Regions from separate parts of the Sus scrofa genome. Here region 1 is linked to region 2. The links are chromatin contacts, called in public Hi-C maps. All regions are on one chromosome and are shown on one strand. Each heading gives the region's core, a stretch centred on a gene start, on an enhancer-like site or on the middle of the called end of the contact. The rest is flanking DNA. Distances are from core to core; before and after follow the strand shown. Region 1 overlaps ATP9A (ATPase phospholipid transporting 9A (putative)). Region 2 overlaps NFATC2 (nuclear factor of activated T-cells 2).

Region 1 (6,443 bases), core at 2,418-4,917, 160 kb before region 2:
AAATGTTTATATGTTTCCAGCAGAGACGGGGAAAGAAAATGGCCTCTTTCCCTTAATTCCCAAATGTGATCGGAGCCGTGCCTAGAAGTCACAGGTGCCCATTTCTGCTGTCAGTGTCGTCTCAACCACACCCTGTCCAGGCTGTCCTGGGGGAGGCAGTCCAGGGCGAGAGGCAGCCGTGGCCGTGTTGGAGAGCCACCTCGCCTGCGGGCAGCCTGCTCGCACCCCCTGCTTCAGGTCCTGAGTGTCTGGGCCTGATGCGCCTGCTTCTCCAACCCCGGAGCCCCCCCCCGGGGCGGGAGCCCGGAGTCACAGAGAAGGTCTGCCCCTGCCCTGCACGCAGCAGGCTGCACCCCGGCAGGGCACCAGCACACACGGTGCTTTCCTGGCGGGGAGGTGGGCAGAAGGCAGAGAAACTTCAAACCCCAAACCTGAGCTGTCGTACGCACAGGACACTCCTGAGTTCTTAAACCTTAAGCAGAAGGATTCTGTTCACCGGTCGGGAAGGAGCCGAGGAGACAGCCTGGACACCGTAAGACGCCCCTCGCCTTGGAACTCAGTGGCCCCAAGTCTCCGACAGCCAGTTTAATGTGAGGCCAGAGGCCCCCGGGCACACAGCGCGGTTTAAATACTTTTCCTCAAAGAAAAAATGACCACTCCCCCTGCCCTTCAACCATACTAGGTGTTTTCTGTCAAAATAGCTGACTTTTATTATTTTACGGTTATTCTTCTTATGGTTTTGGATGAGGTTGTGTGCGTGGGAAAGCGAGGGATCCGTTTGGCATCTCTTTCTCCTTCCTACCCACCTCCCTTCTTTTGGGAAAATGACCAGACCGTCTTCTCCATCTCCCCCCCCCCCCCGTCTTTATGGCCGCACCTGTGGCCTATGGAAGTTCCCAGGCTAGGGGTCGAATCAGAGCTGCAATGGCCAGGCTACACCACAGCCACTCGGGGGCCGAGCCTCATCTGCCACCTACACTGCAGCTTGCCGCAATGCCAGATCCTTAACCCACTGAGCAAGGCCAGGGATCGAACCTGCATCCTCATGGATACTATGGTGGGTTCTTAACCCACTGAGCCACAGTGGGAATTTCCAAGCCTCTCCATCTTGAGGGATTTCTTCTTTCTGCCCGTCTAATTTTGCGAACGGGCACGTGCATTTGAGTGTGTTGTCATTGGTGCTTGATGCGACTGGATGGCACTGACTCGGGCTGCTTGGGGCAAAGGACTTCACTCCAGTGCGGTGAAGAGCCTCTGGGGCCCAGCTGGGCATTGGAACAAACCATCTGTGTATAGCCACCTGCAGCTGGGAGGCCCGGAGCAGGATTCCTCCCACTTTTAGCTTTATTATATCCAGATCCCAGACTCGATTCCTTTAAGTGAAACCCTTTTTCGTAGCCGTGATCTTAAAGATCAGCGTCTGATTACCCATTCCTCCATGTTTTCTGCTGAAAGTTTGGGTTATACTGACAATATTTTTGAGTGTATTTTGGCTTTTGTGCTCATTGGAAATTGACACGATTGTGCCTGTTTTTCTTCCTCCAGACCTTTGCTTTTATACTCTCTTTTGCTTTTATTGGGGTGGGGTTGGGAACGCGGTCACGCCTTCATGGGGCAGCATTTTAAACCTCTGCCGAAACTGCAGATGGACCTACACGTTCTTGTGCCCCGTCCGACTTGAGGTCACAGCCATCAACCGTTTGTATCCTTGACCTTTTTTGTGTGTTCGAAACGTGTGTACGTGTGTTTGAGGTCACCTCAAGTGTTTTGAAGACTTTCTTGGTTTTATTGCATTAAAGTCCCGTCCCTCTTGGCTTTGTTCTCATTAAGAAATATACAAGGAGCTTTACAGCTTTTTTTCCGTCTCCCTTTCTCTTAATGTAAAACTTTCTTGCAGTTGTTGATATATACTTCTTAGGAAAGATTTCCATTTACTCTGTCCATTCCATCTTGGAAAAAAAACGTACTTTGTGCTTTGCGGCGGAACCGAGACACACGTGAGCAGCCCTGCTCGTATTTGGAGCCGTGCGGCACCGTCTCATGGAGCTCGTCATCCCCGTGGCTCTGTCTTCCCCAAGGCTGTGTGGCTGGAGACACTGTCTCTTGGTGTCACTGGGCAGTGTCCCTGAATATTGTATTTGTGGGGGGCAGGTGGGGAGCGTGGCATTTGTCCCCCAGCTTGCGGCTCCTGTGTTATCTCGTTGGCGTGGGGGGGACCGTGAACTTCTCGAGGTCTCCTTGACGTCCTCAGTAATAGGTTATCTGTGATCCTCATGGCAAGTGTTCACCAGGACAGCACTTTTTGATTAGAGGGAAGCTCTGGTACAGAGCTTGAATGTAGCAGGAACTCCCAGATGATTTAAATTCTTGATCCTGTGATGACACGTGATCCTGCGTGATTTGAGCGGTTCAACTTTCATTGTCTGCCAGCGTGGCTTGTCGCTGTTGCCCAATAAAGCTTGTGTACTTTCTGCCTTGGGGGATCATTTTAATTTGTGCAGAAACATGAAATTCTGGTGTCAAAATGAGGGCTTTTTCTTACAGTGCTCCTGTTTTGTGTGTATCTCATGGTACGTAAACTGTAAATAGCTTTTTCTCCAGTTAAAGTGTTTTAATTTCAGCAAAACAAAACCCCCAAACCCATGCATTATTTATTATTCTGTGCTGTTGTCTATTCCAGACGTGTCAGAATTTCAAAACATGATCTGTATAAATAGAAAAAAGACAAACATATTTTATGATTCATATTTTATTTATGCACACAGTCCTTGATTGCTTTGGATCCTCTTTTCAAATTTTTTTTTATTTTTTAAAAATTTAATTGGAGTGCAGTTGACTTAAAAATGTTGTCTTAGTTCCAGGTGTGCAGCAGAGTGGATCAGCTGTGTGTCTGTTCCTCTTCAGATTCCTTTCCCATTTAGGTCACCACAGAGTATTGAGCAGACCCCTCTTTATTTTCCCACCGAGTGATGGAAGATTTAGGAACCCGGTCGCTTAAGTTTTAGGGAGAAGTGGATTTTAAGCTGTTATGTAGGCTGCAAAGGACATCGTGTTCTGGTCGTTTAATTCAGTGATCCTCAACCAGGGGTGATTTTGTCCCGCCGGGGACATGGGGTCATGTCTGACGTCATTTCTGGTTGTCACCGCGTGGGGGGTGGTGCTCCGCTGACGTCTAACGAGGACAATGCTGGGACACTGCTCGTGGGTGCATAGGACTGCCCCACAGCAGAGGATGGATCACCCGCCCAACAGCAAAAGTGCCGAGGTTGAGGAAGCCGCGTGTAGTCGGCACGTGTGCGTTCTGCCGTTTGTAAGCCGCTGTCCTCACTTCCAAACGGGCCCGGCCGTGGAAACTCCTGCCTCAAGAAGCCAGTGCCGCATCCACCTGGCCCGGCGTTTGCATTTGCAGCTCTGGGCGCAGTGGGCCGCTGCTCTCCGCTCCCTGGCTCTCAGCTGCAAGGGCCCTTCTCAGCTTAAGGGTTAGAAGGGGGTTTGTACACGAGCTGTGCCTCCGTCCGCGGGGGCTCCCTGGGCCCTCGGGGGACGCATGCGCTCAGGAGCAGCGGGACAGTACTTTTCCTGTGCCGTGAAGGTGGAGTCTTCAGACAGCCCTGGCCTGCTGTGAAATTCCATGCCCGCGCCGACCCTCCTCCAGTGGAGCCACTAGGGGGAACTTGAGGACCGAGAGATGCTTCTGCTTCCTGTTTTCATCACCCGGCCGGCCCAGCAGGCCCGACTGTTCTGCGTCAAGATGCTCCTTTCATAGCTTCAGAATTTATTTCATGGCCAGCGGCTCCGTTGAAAACAGGCATTTCTTTTTATGTTGTTGACCAGACTATTTTGCTGGACTAAACTTGAAAAAAAAAAAAAAAAAAAACCAACAACACAAACTGAGCAGGATGGGGGTGGGGGTGAGATGAATATTTATTTGATCTCAGATATTTGCATTTTTGAATAATTGGCAACCAGGGAGGCTTGCCCTCCTCGCTGTCCAGGCTAATAAGGTTTGGAGACGAAATGTTCTAACACCCCAAGTACTTTAACTGTTTTTGTTATGAAACTTTGCAGGGTGACATGAAGCTCTGCGGTATTTGTGAGGAGATCTGTAAATGATGGATTTGCTCACCTCAAAATAGAACTGTAGCCGCTCCAAACTTTCCACAAGTCGGAGCACAGTAACAGAATTCATTCAGGACTTGCTAGTTTCCTACTTGAAATGTGTTACATAACAGAACAGTCCCGCCTTCGCGCCTCTCAGAACTACCCATGAAGTGATGGTGAAATTTATCCTTAAAAGCTAGAAATAGCTTTGCTAAACTCTGGGAAAAAGATGAGTTTTTTTTTCTTCTGATATCCCCCCCTTTTTTCACCCAAACATTGCATAATGTTAAAAAAAAAAAAAAAAAGTCAAATCTTTCCGTGGGGTTTAATTTCATCCTCCATGTGGCTGTGGTCGGAGGGGTAACTTAAGTACTTTGGGGGCTGGTGGATTTTTGGAGGATCACGCACTCCCGGGTCGGTTTTCATCTGAAGCCTTAGGGAAGCACGCCCGATCCTGGGGTTTCTCCCCTTCCCTCCTGCTCCCCCTTTTGTGGATGAGCTATCTACAACGGAGCATCTTTTCAGAAAGCCTGCCTCCTTGTAGGAGTGCCAAAGCAAAGCCGCCCTCTGCTTTCCACACTGAGGTTTTGATTTGGAAATGGGTTTCCCTTACCATTTGGGGTAACTGACTCGTATGCGAAGTCACCAGCCCCACCGCCTGTGCTCCATGACCAGCCAGGTCTCATTTCTTAGAACTCAGCCTGCAGATACTGTTTGCTGACACTGAGGACTTGGTGTTCCAAGCTTCTGCTGCTCATTTTCAAGAGATTTAAGATAACTTTTTTTTTTCTTTTACTGGGTCCTGAGAAACCCAGAAGTATATTTTTTCAAAAATTTCCTTCAAGAAGGATTGCAGACTCCAAGAGAGGGATCAGAATCATGTGATCAGACTATGCTGATGTTTTTATTCGTTCATTCACTAAATATTTACTGAGCACCTACTATGTGCTGGGGACTGCTCTTTGGGCTAGAGGCACAGTGGAGAATAAGGTGGACAGGCTCTGCCCTCGTGGTGATTATCCTCTTGTAAGAGACCTTGGACATACAGATTTAGACTCTGATAGCCTTTGAAGAAAGCAGGGCGAGGAGTAGGCAGAGAGTGAAGATCTGGCGGAAGTGAGGGTAGAGAAAGTGATGGAGGTCAGAGAAGGGCCCTTAGAGATGGACCACTGGATCGGAAGCCTGAAGGGTGAGCGGAAGGGAGTTGTGGGAAGCTCTGGGGGAAGTGGTGTTCAGGCCGCAGAGTATGCAAAGGCCCTGGGGTCAGAAAGGCTGGGCATGTTGGAGGAGCAGAAAGGAGGGCATGTGGCTGGAGTGCTGAGACCAAGGCGGGGCACGGAGGAGACGGGGGCGTTGGTCGCAGTCCATGGCGTTCAGCCTGAGTGCTGTATGAGAACCAAGCAGCCATTATTAAAGTTGGCCCCCGTCCCTGCACTATGTCCGAGGGGACCTGTTTTGCTCCCTCCCTGCTACTCATTGACCCATCCCTGCCTGTCTTGGTTTCCACCTCTCTGTTCCAAGGGGGCTCGGGTGAGACCCCTCCCACTGGACTCAGCCCACTCCCATGCCCAGTATTTCTGCATGGCTTTATTAGCATCAGTGATGCTAACTGTTAAGTAAAGGGGAGGAGAAGCTGGTCCTCGGATGAAGTTTCTTGCTTTTCCAGCAAATCCTTCGAGGGATCTCTGTTCAGCCCTGCCTGGGGTACAGCGGGCGGAGGTGATTGTTCTGGGCGAGTCCTGGAAAGCAGACTTAGAAGGTGAGTCTGGAGGGAGAACAGGTAGAGAAAAATTAACTGGGTCATGGTCTTCGAAGCCGCCACATTTCCAGAATGTGTGCCCTTGGGTCTGATTTTGAAGAGGAAGCCCTTTGCAGTCATGAACTGCGTGCGGGAGCCCAGGCTGTGTTCAAATTCCTCCTGAAGAAAGAAATAGTAACGAGAACAGGCTGTGGAAAAGAATGTAGTTAGTGTCTTAAAGATGGGCAAATATTCATTCTCATTTGTCCTTTTATGTGAAACAGATTTTTAAAAAGGCAATTGGAGGAGTTAACGACATCCAGAACCCTGCTGATTCTAGTGGGGCTGGGGGGTGGGGACTCCAAGTGGCCCACGTGACTAAATCAGACCCGAAGAAAGAGGTGAGTTGATTACCCTGGAAATTGCACAGGAATTCTTCAAAGCCATGGCCAGTAATTAGATTGCAAGATGCTACTCTCTATGCACATAACTTAGCATAATTTTATTAGGCAGCGCATCACCACCAGAATTAGAGAAAACCAGGCCAGAAAAAAATCTGCTAGCCAGGCTGCCTCATGCAAACGTGGAGACGGTTGCTCTAAAA
Region 2 (6,564 bases), core at 2,571-5,070:
AATCCTGTTTCCCCTCAAGTTTCTGGTGGTGTCTTTTCCAGCCTCTTCTTTCTCTTGGCTGCTTGAATACCTGGGCCTCTGTTGTTTGGTGAGAATACTCCACATGGAAAAAGGGTAGGGAAAGGCTCCAGAGAGAGAACCGGCCTGCGGCCCACAGGGTCTGCCTTGCAGACCACAGAGAAGCCGAGTGTAGATGTGCGGTCCACCGAGCCGAGCCCCAGCTTCACCTGCTGCCACCAGCTGTCCTCCCGCCCCTGAGAGACCATGGCCAGTTAGCATGAACCCTGAACCCCCACCCATGAAGTGTGGGCAGCCGCCAGGAGCCTGCCCTTGACCCTGGGAAGCTGCTCGGCCACCGGGAGGAGCTGACCACACCTTGTGCGCTCTCAGGAGGCGGTTGCCCCGGGGCTGGCAGGCAGCGTTGGGCTGAAAGTTCAGCTTCAGCGCTTAAGACGAGGTGGGCTCAGGGGCCACCTCCGCGCATGCTCCTTACTGCTTTTGGTCTTTGTGGGCGGTGCAGCCGCTGCGCATGCGCCTTCCTGCCTCTGGTCTTGTTTGTAGGACTCCTCCAGCCTTGTTCCCAGTTTTCCAATTCACTCACCCTGTCTCCCTGAGACGCCTTGAAGGGAGCTTTGAATATCAGCATTGTACTTACTTGGGGTCTTGGGCAGCTGACCAGCCTCGAGGTGCCTCGATGTCCCGTCCAGGGGATGGGGACGATCCCAGCGCCATCCTCACGGGGCTGCGGTGACAGTGTATTGACTTCATGCACATCCCAGCTTTAGAACAGGGCTCGGCCCAGGGGTACTCCTTGATAAATGTGAGCTGCTGTTTTTGTTTATGAATTCAGGAGACTTCTTGGAGGACTTGGTTCAAATTTTTGAGACTATATTTGCGTCAGAGAATTAAAACATTGGCTATCCTGGTCTTTGGTAATAGGGTCCGCTGACCCTGAGGCCCTTCTCTTCCGTGTGGGCAGAAGCAGGGGACCGGGTCCCAGGGCACAGGCTCAGGGCTTCCTTTCCAGGCTTCTTTCAGGGACCCTGGGATGTCTACCTGCACAAGGAGGTGATGCCTTGGCCCCAGGGACTGCTGGAAAGTCCAGTTAGCACATTTCCTGCTGTGCAGCCCTGGTGGAGCGGGAACCATGGGCCCATGTTTTGCTAGTTGTGCCATGAGCGGAGGATCCCAGGGTGTCCTTTTGAAGACTCTTTACCCAGAGGCTGGACGTGCCAGCACGCGAGAACCAGGTCGGGGGGAGAATGGACAGAGGGACACACCCTGCCACGTGCAGGAGGTAGGAGAGGAGCCAAGGGTGGGAAAACCTTCTGGGACAGGCTTTGTTCAGCATCTCAGGGAGCTTTCACTGGGGCTGCTCAGTGCCCACGGCAAACCCGTGACAAGCAGCTCCTGTTTGGAGAGGCGTGCAAAAAGCCCACAGACAGCCAGACTGCTGCCAAGCATGGCCGAGTGCCCGGCTGCCATGGTGGCCCCGTGTGGGCTGGGCCTCCCGGCTGCTCCCTGGGGGCGGTGGCGCTGGTGGAGAGTAAAATCCAGGGGACTCTTACTCTGATGACAACCAAGCAAAATGGTCACCTGGCCTCTGGCGCCACGGAAAGCCTGATTCCGGTGTCAGGATGTGGGGCTGGGCCGGGCACCTGAAACCTCCAATGCCAAGTTTAATTCACACGGCTGTCTCTAGTGGGCACAGACAAGAGTCAAGGCCCCTGCCGAGGGCTTTGGTCAGCATTCTTGTAAAAGTTCATCTAAAAAGATCTGTATTTTATGTACGTGATACATTCACACGCTCAACAAAACAAAACAACATTAAAAACATATCCAGCAAGGACTTACTCCATCGCAGCCCTGCTCCCCGATACTAGTTTTCCCTAACTTTCTAGAGCAGTATTTCTCCATCTTTTTATCACTGTTGCCACCTTTTCCACTCAGGCTCCTTTTTTAGGCAGTTTTTCCTAACTCCCACCCTCCTGAACTGCTAGGCCCGAAGCTGGACGAGATACCTCTTTTTGGACTGGGAGGCTTTGCAGGGCCACAGACCATTGTCATGTGTAAGGTTTTTCATTTACCACCCTCTTGGGCGTGGTGTCTTCCCCACTGGGAAGCGTGTAGCAGTTTCTGTATGGAATCGTGAGCATATGTCAATATACTGTCTTACGTCCCCCCTTTATTCTACGAAAGGTAGCAGAGTGTACCCACAGGTCCCCCGTGGATGGCCAAGTCCTCTCACCGGCAGCTCGGACACACGTGTCACTCAGTGGATGGACGGGCATGTCAGGGGCCACTTCCCAGGAATGCGATGTCTGGTCTGAGGGTCCAGCCTGCATTCGGGGGCCTTTGGGTGTAGCGTTTCTGGAGTTGTCCTGCCTGGCTTTCAGTCCGGCCTCCCCACTTCACTCTTTTGGGGCCTCAGGCAAGTCACTTATGATAATGGCTTCCAACTGTGAGGGTTTTTGCGTGCATGGAAATGGGAGCCTCCCTGGCGAGAATGGCGAGTGCTCAGTAGTTGCTCCTATACTCTTCTGCCATCGGCCACCAGCAGTATCATTGTCGTCAATTTGGGGCCCTTGCTAGAGTCTCAGTGTCTGTGTTTCTTGCAATTTATGTGTTGAAGCCTAACCCCCTGACTGTGCTGGTATTAGGAAGTGGGGCCTTTTGGGGGAGTGCTTGTGTCCTCAGGGTGAAGCGACTTGAAGGGGATTAGCGCCCTTAGAAAAGAGACCGCACAGAGCTCCCTTTCACCATGCGGGGTTCTCATGCGAAGGCAGCCGTCTGAGGAAGCAGCCCCTGGCTGCTGGCACTTTGATCTTGGACGTCTCTGCTCCCAGGCCCGTGAGAAATGAATGTTTGTTGTTGATAAGCCACCCAGTGGCTTTTTTTTGTTACAGCAGCCTGACTAGACTAAGACAGCCTACAGGTAGTAGGGGCAGAGCTGGCCTTCGGAGACGAGTCCTGAGGCTGCCCCTTAGTCTGGGTCCTTGTCCCCCTGCTGGGCTCCTACTTGTTAATTCAGCCAAGGCTGTTTAGATGTCTCACAGGAAGATGCCAAAGCCCAGAAAACGGCTTGCCTAGACACAAGCCCACAAGATTTGCGAGAGCTCCTGGTTGAAGACTTCACCGAGCCAGTGGCAGGTCTGGGTGCCTCCTCCTGGGGAGAAAACCTCAGGAAGTTCTCTGTCCCTAAGGGCATCTTTGTTTTGCCCCTCCTGATGGTTCCCTACCTTCTCAGAACCCCAGATTTATAGCTGGGCATCCGCTTTGATGTCCTTTCATTCCCAATCACGTGTGCTCAGCATTGCTGGCCTACATCAGTACAAAGAGCCACCTTCCAGCTGACTCCACACCCGGAGAGGCTCAGGCATCTTTTCGAAATTCTGCAAAGCAGATGTTTCCGAAGGAATGTGCTCTTGCATTTCGAGGTCAGAAGCTACCAAACCACAAGAAAGTCGGTTCTCAGACTTGCTGTCCACTCAGCCTGCATTCCAGAGCCGCAGCTGACCCACAAAGAGCAGACAGGGCCCAAGAAAGAGGACAAAGGAGACATCCTTTGGTGTCATCCGATGGCCCCACTGTCAGAGCCCGTGCTTTTAACTATTCTGAGTCATCGGGGTTGTGTCTAATTTCCACTTCCAGAATGAGGCTCTTCTCTGGTGGAAACAAGTGACTGTCCTTGGGAAGGAAGCAAAACGTACAAGAAGGCCAGCATCCAGGCCTTTTCCCCCCCAAGGCCCTTCTAGACTTTGACTCTTACTGGCACAGCCTGCAGAAGTGCCGGGCGTCCTTCCTGCCTTAGCGGATGAGCTGGACATGCCTGAGAGGTGGCCTGTTTCAGAATGATGCAGTGACTCAGTGACTATTTTGAACTTCATGCCATGCAGGTCTGTCCTTGTAATGGGCCTGTGATTTTGTGTGTTAAAAAATACATAACTCCCCAACGCCAGCTCGAGCTGTAATGTGGTTCCTTCTAGAACAGTTAGAACTTGAAAAGCAATTGAGTTAGTTGAAGCTGTGACTTAGATGGGGGGTGGGGAGATGGGCAGTTCATCAAATCTTAATACCAGATTTTTTTCTCTGTACTCCCTACCTTCTCCTGCATCAGTAAGCCCATTTCACATCAATAGTAAAGTTAATTTTTCTCATTAGAAAACCACCTTTCTGTAACGAAATAGCTTGGGTTTATTCCATTCTGCAGAGTTGAAATTTGGGTGCATTTGGTCTTTTGTTGCCCTCGAGTATGGTTCAGGACTCTTTTCTGGTCCTGGACCTATTTAACTTTATTTTAGCACCATTTTCTCTTTCTTTCCATCCTTTCAAAAAAAAAAAAAAAAAAAGCGTTGGGGGGGAGCTTTGTTCTTGGGAAATGATGAAACCATTTCTCTGGCTCGTCTCCACTGCATTCCTGACACCTCTTTAATTTGTTATTGACCCTGGGATCGGTTAGCTGAGCCCGTGACTATAAAGGCAGGGCAGGGCCTGTTTTGCCCATCCAGGAGGTCAAGGTGAAGTCAAAGGCACACCGGGGGTTGAGTGTGAAGAGGGAGTCTGTTCAGGTCCCTGGCAGCCAGTCCTGCCACTTTCAGTCACCTCATCCCTTTCACCTGCCATGGTATCAGATCTCTGGCCGGGCAAGTGGAGCAGAGTGCTCCGTGGTCATTTTATAATGAGCGCTGAGCACCCCAGCTCGATTTTATGATGGGATGGCCTGTTGCAAGTGGTTTGGACCCAAGTCCCAGGCATCCAGCAAACCAACAAATGGGTTTCATCTGAAGCCTGTTAGTTCCACCATCCCGGGCAAGCTGAAAGGCCACTCCCTGGTTGTCAGTTTCCAAAACGCTGGACAGAGTGGAGGTTCTGTTGTAGGAGCTGACGACGTGGGGAACGCCTTTGAAATGTTCCACAGCCGTCGCTTATAGATTTCTGGAAGATGATGGTGTCTTTTGAATTCTCAGATTTATTGGAAGCCTAAAAAAAGAAGGGACCCAGAGTTGATTAATGCACCCTTCCCACTTCTTACAGATGGATTGAGTTGTGGTCTGCTCCGGGACTGGGAACCGGGGCGGCCAACTGGTGTTCCGTGGGCTGCATTTCGCCTGCAGATATTTTGTTTGGCCCACACAGTATTTAAAAAAATATTTGGATTAGATGCCAACACTTAAAAACCAGGAGATTGCACGTAAAAATGCAGATTTCCGGCTTTCCTTGGAAAATCCGAGGATTTGGCCACCCTGGGCCCCACATTCTGCACGGCGGCTACCTGGAGTCAAAGTCAAAGCTGGCCGGGAGCAGAGATCGCCTCCTTTAGACAGAGCATGTCCTTGCCCGGAGCCCCCCGCACTCCCTCTTGTGTCCTGAAGATGGAAGCCGTGTCCGTCAGTATTTACCAGCATGCCGGTGTCACTGCTCCTCTTCCACTTGGCTGGCCTCACTCAGGCAATTTCTATCCACCCCTGTTTGGCCCCTGCAATTGTTATCACTCTTCTGAAAGTGACATCACTCACATCTGTGGCCGCCTAGCCCAGCCCTTGGTGCACAGTGGGGACTTGGAAGGTGTTAGCTCCCTTCCACTCCTTGTGGCTGGGGGCAAGATTTAAAAACATCTTTTTTTTTGATGAAATGTTATAAATATACATAAATTAACACAAGGTACCCCCTTAGCCACCATTCAGCTTCAATTGTGGTCAATTCCCAGCCAATTTGGTTTCTTCTGTGCCTTCATCTTCAACCACGTCCATTTCACAATAATAGTCTGAAGCAAATCCTGCACATCCCAAACCCTAGATACCAAAACCATATAATTTTGTGTGTAAATATTCATTCAGTATATATCTCTAAAAGGAAAGGATTCTGAAAATACTTGTAATGCCATTAACAGCATGAAACTTAATGAAAATTCCTTAAAGTCATGAAATTTCAGAGTTCCCATTTGTGGTTTAGCAGTAACGAACCCAGCTAGTATCCATGAGGACATGGGTTCGATCCCTGGCCTCGCTCAGTGGGTTAAGGATCTGCATTGCCGTGAGCTGTGGTGTAGGTCACAGAGGAGGCTCAGAGCCCCTGTGGCTGTGGCTGTGGTGTAGGCCTGCAGCTGCAGCTCCCATTCATTCCCTAGCCTGGGAACCTCTGTATGCTACAAGTGAGGCCCTAAAAAGCCAAAAAACAAAAACCAAAACCAATGAAATATCTGGTGTTGAAATTTCCAGTTGTCTCATATAGATCACAAGGTTTTTTCTTCTTTGTTATTATTATTATTTTTTTTATCATTTTATAGTTTGAGTCAGGATTCAGACCAGACGCGCACAATGCTTTTGGATGCCTGGTTTCTAAGACTGCTGTCATCTAGAGGTTTCCCTCTCAATTAAATAAGAGAGCCCCTTTTTGGTTTTATTATTATTATTATTTTGCAATTTTTTTGGTTGAAAAAGACCAGGTTGTTCACCCTGTAAAACCTCTCACAGTCGGGCTTTTACCAGTTACGTCCTCATGGTGAGCTTTAGCCTGTTCCTCTGTCATCCCTATTTCCGGTTAATGCCCAGTTGTTTCTAGTGA

What was found. A called contact is a pair of places that touch in the nucleus more often than the background predicts.
Region 1: a Hi-C map of embryonic fibroblasts shows a contact between it and region 2, with 2.6 times the contacts expected there. The contact joins two enhancer-like sites. A contact is called at or near these places in 3 of 47 Hi-C or Micro-C datasets (embryonic fibroblasts, fetal skeletal muscle and skeletal muscle) and 1 of 2 datasets of contacts at active chromatin or transcription factors (skeletal muscle).

Annotation. Positions count from the first base shown.
Region 1 is chr17:52,932,200-52,938,642 of Sscrofa11.1, reverse strand. It overlaps ATP9A (ATPase phospholipid transporting 9A (putative)), which reads left to right. Exons shown (of 28, transcript NM_001114672.1): 28 at 1-2,474. Among named protein-coding and RNA genes, the nearest start is that of NFATC2, 45 kb to the right of the region's middle. Within about 2 kb of position 3,667, at least 30 of the 83 cell types and tissues checked have an H3K27ac peak or open chromatin away from gene starts, as enhancers often do. A contact at or near this core is called in embryonic fibroblasts, where this site is marked.
Region 2 is chr17:52,774,922-52,781,485 of Sscrofa11.1, reverse strand. All of the region lies in intron 9 of NFATC2 (nuclear factor of activated T-cells 2), which reads left to right. Among named protein-coding and RNA genes, the nearest start is that of NFATC2, 110 kb to the left of the region's middle. Within about 2 kb of position 3,820, at least 6 of the 83 cell types and tissues checked have an H3K27ac peak or open chromatin away from gene starts, as enhancers often do. A contact at or near this core is called in embryonic fibroblasts, where this site is marked.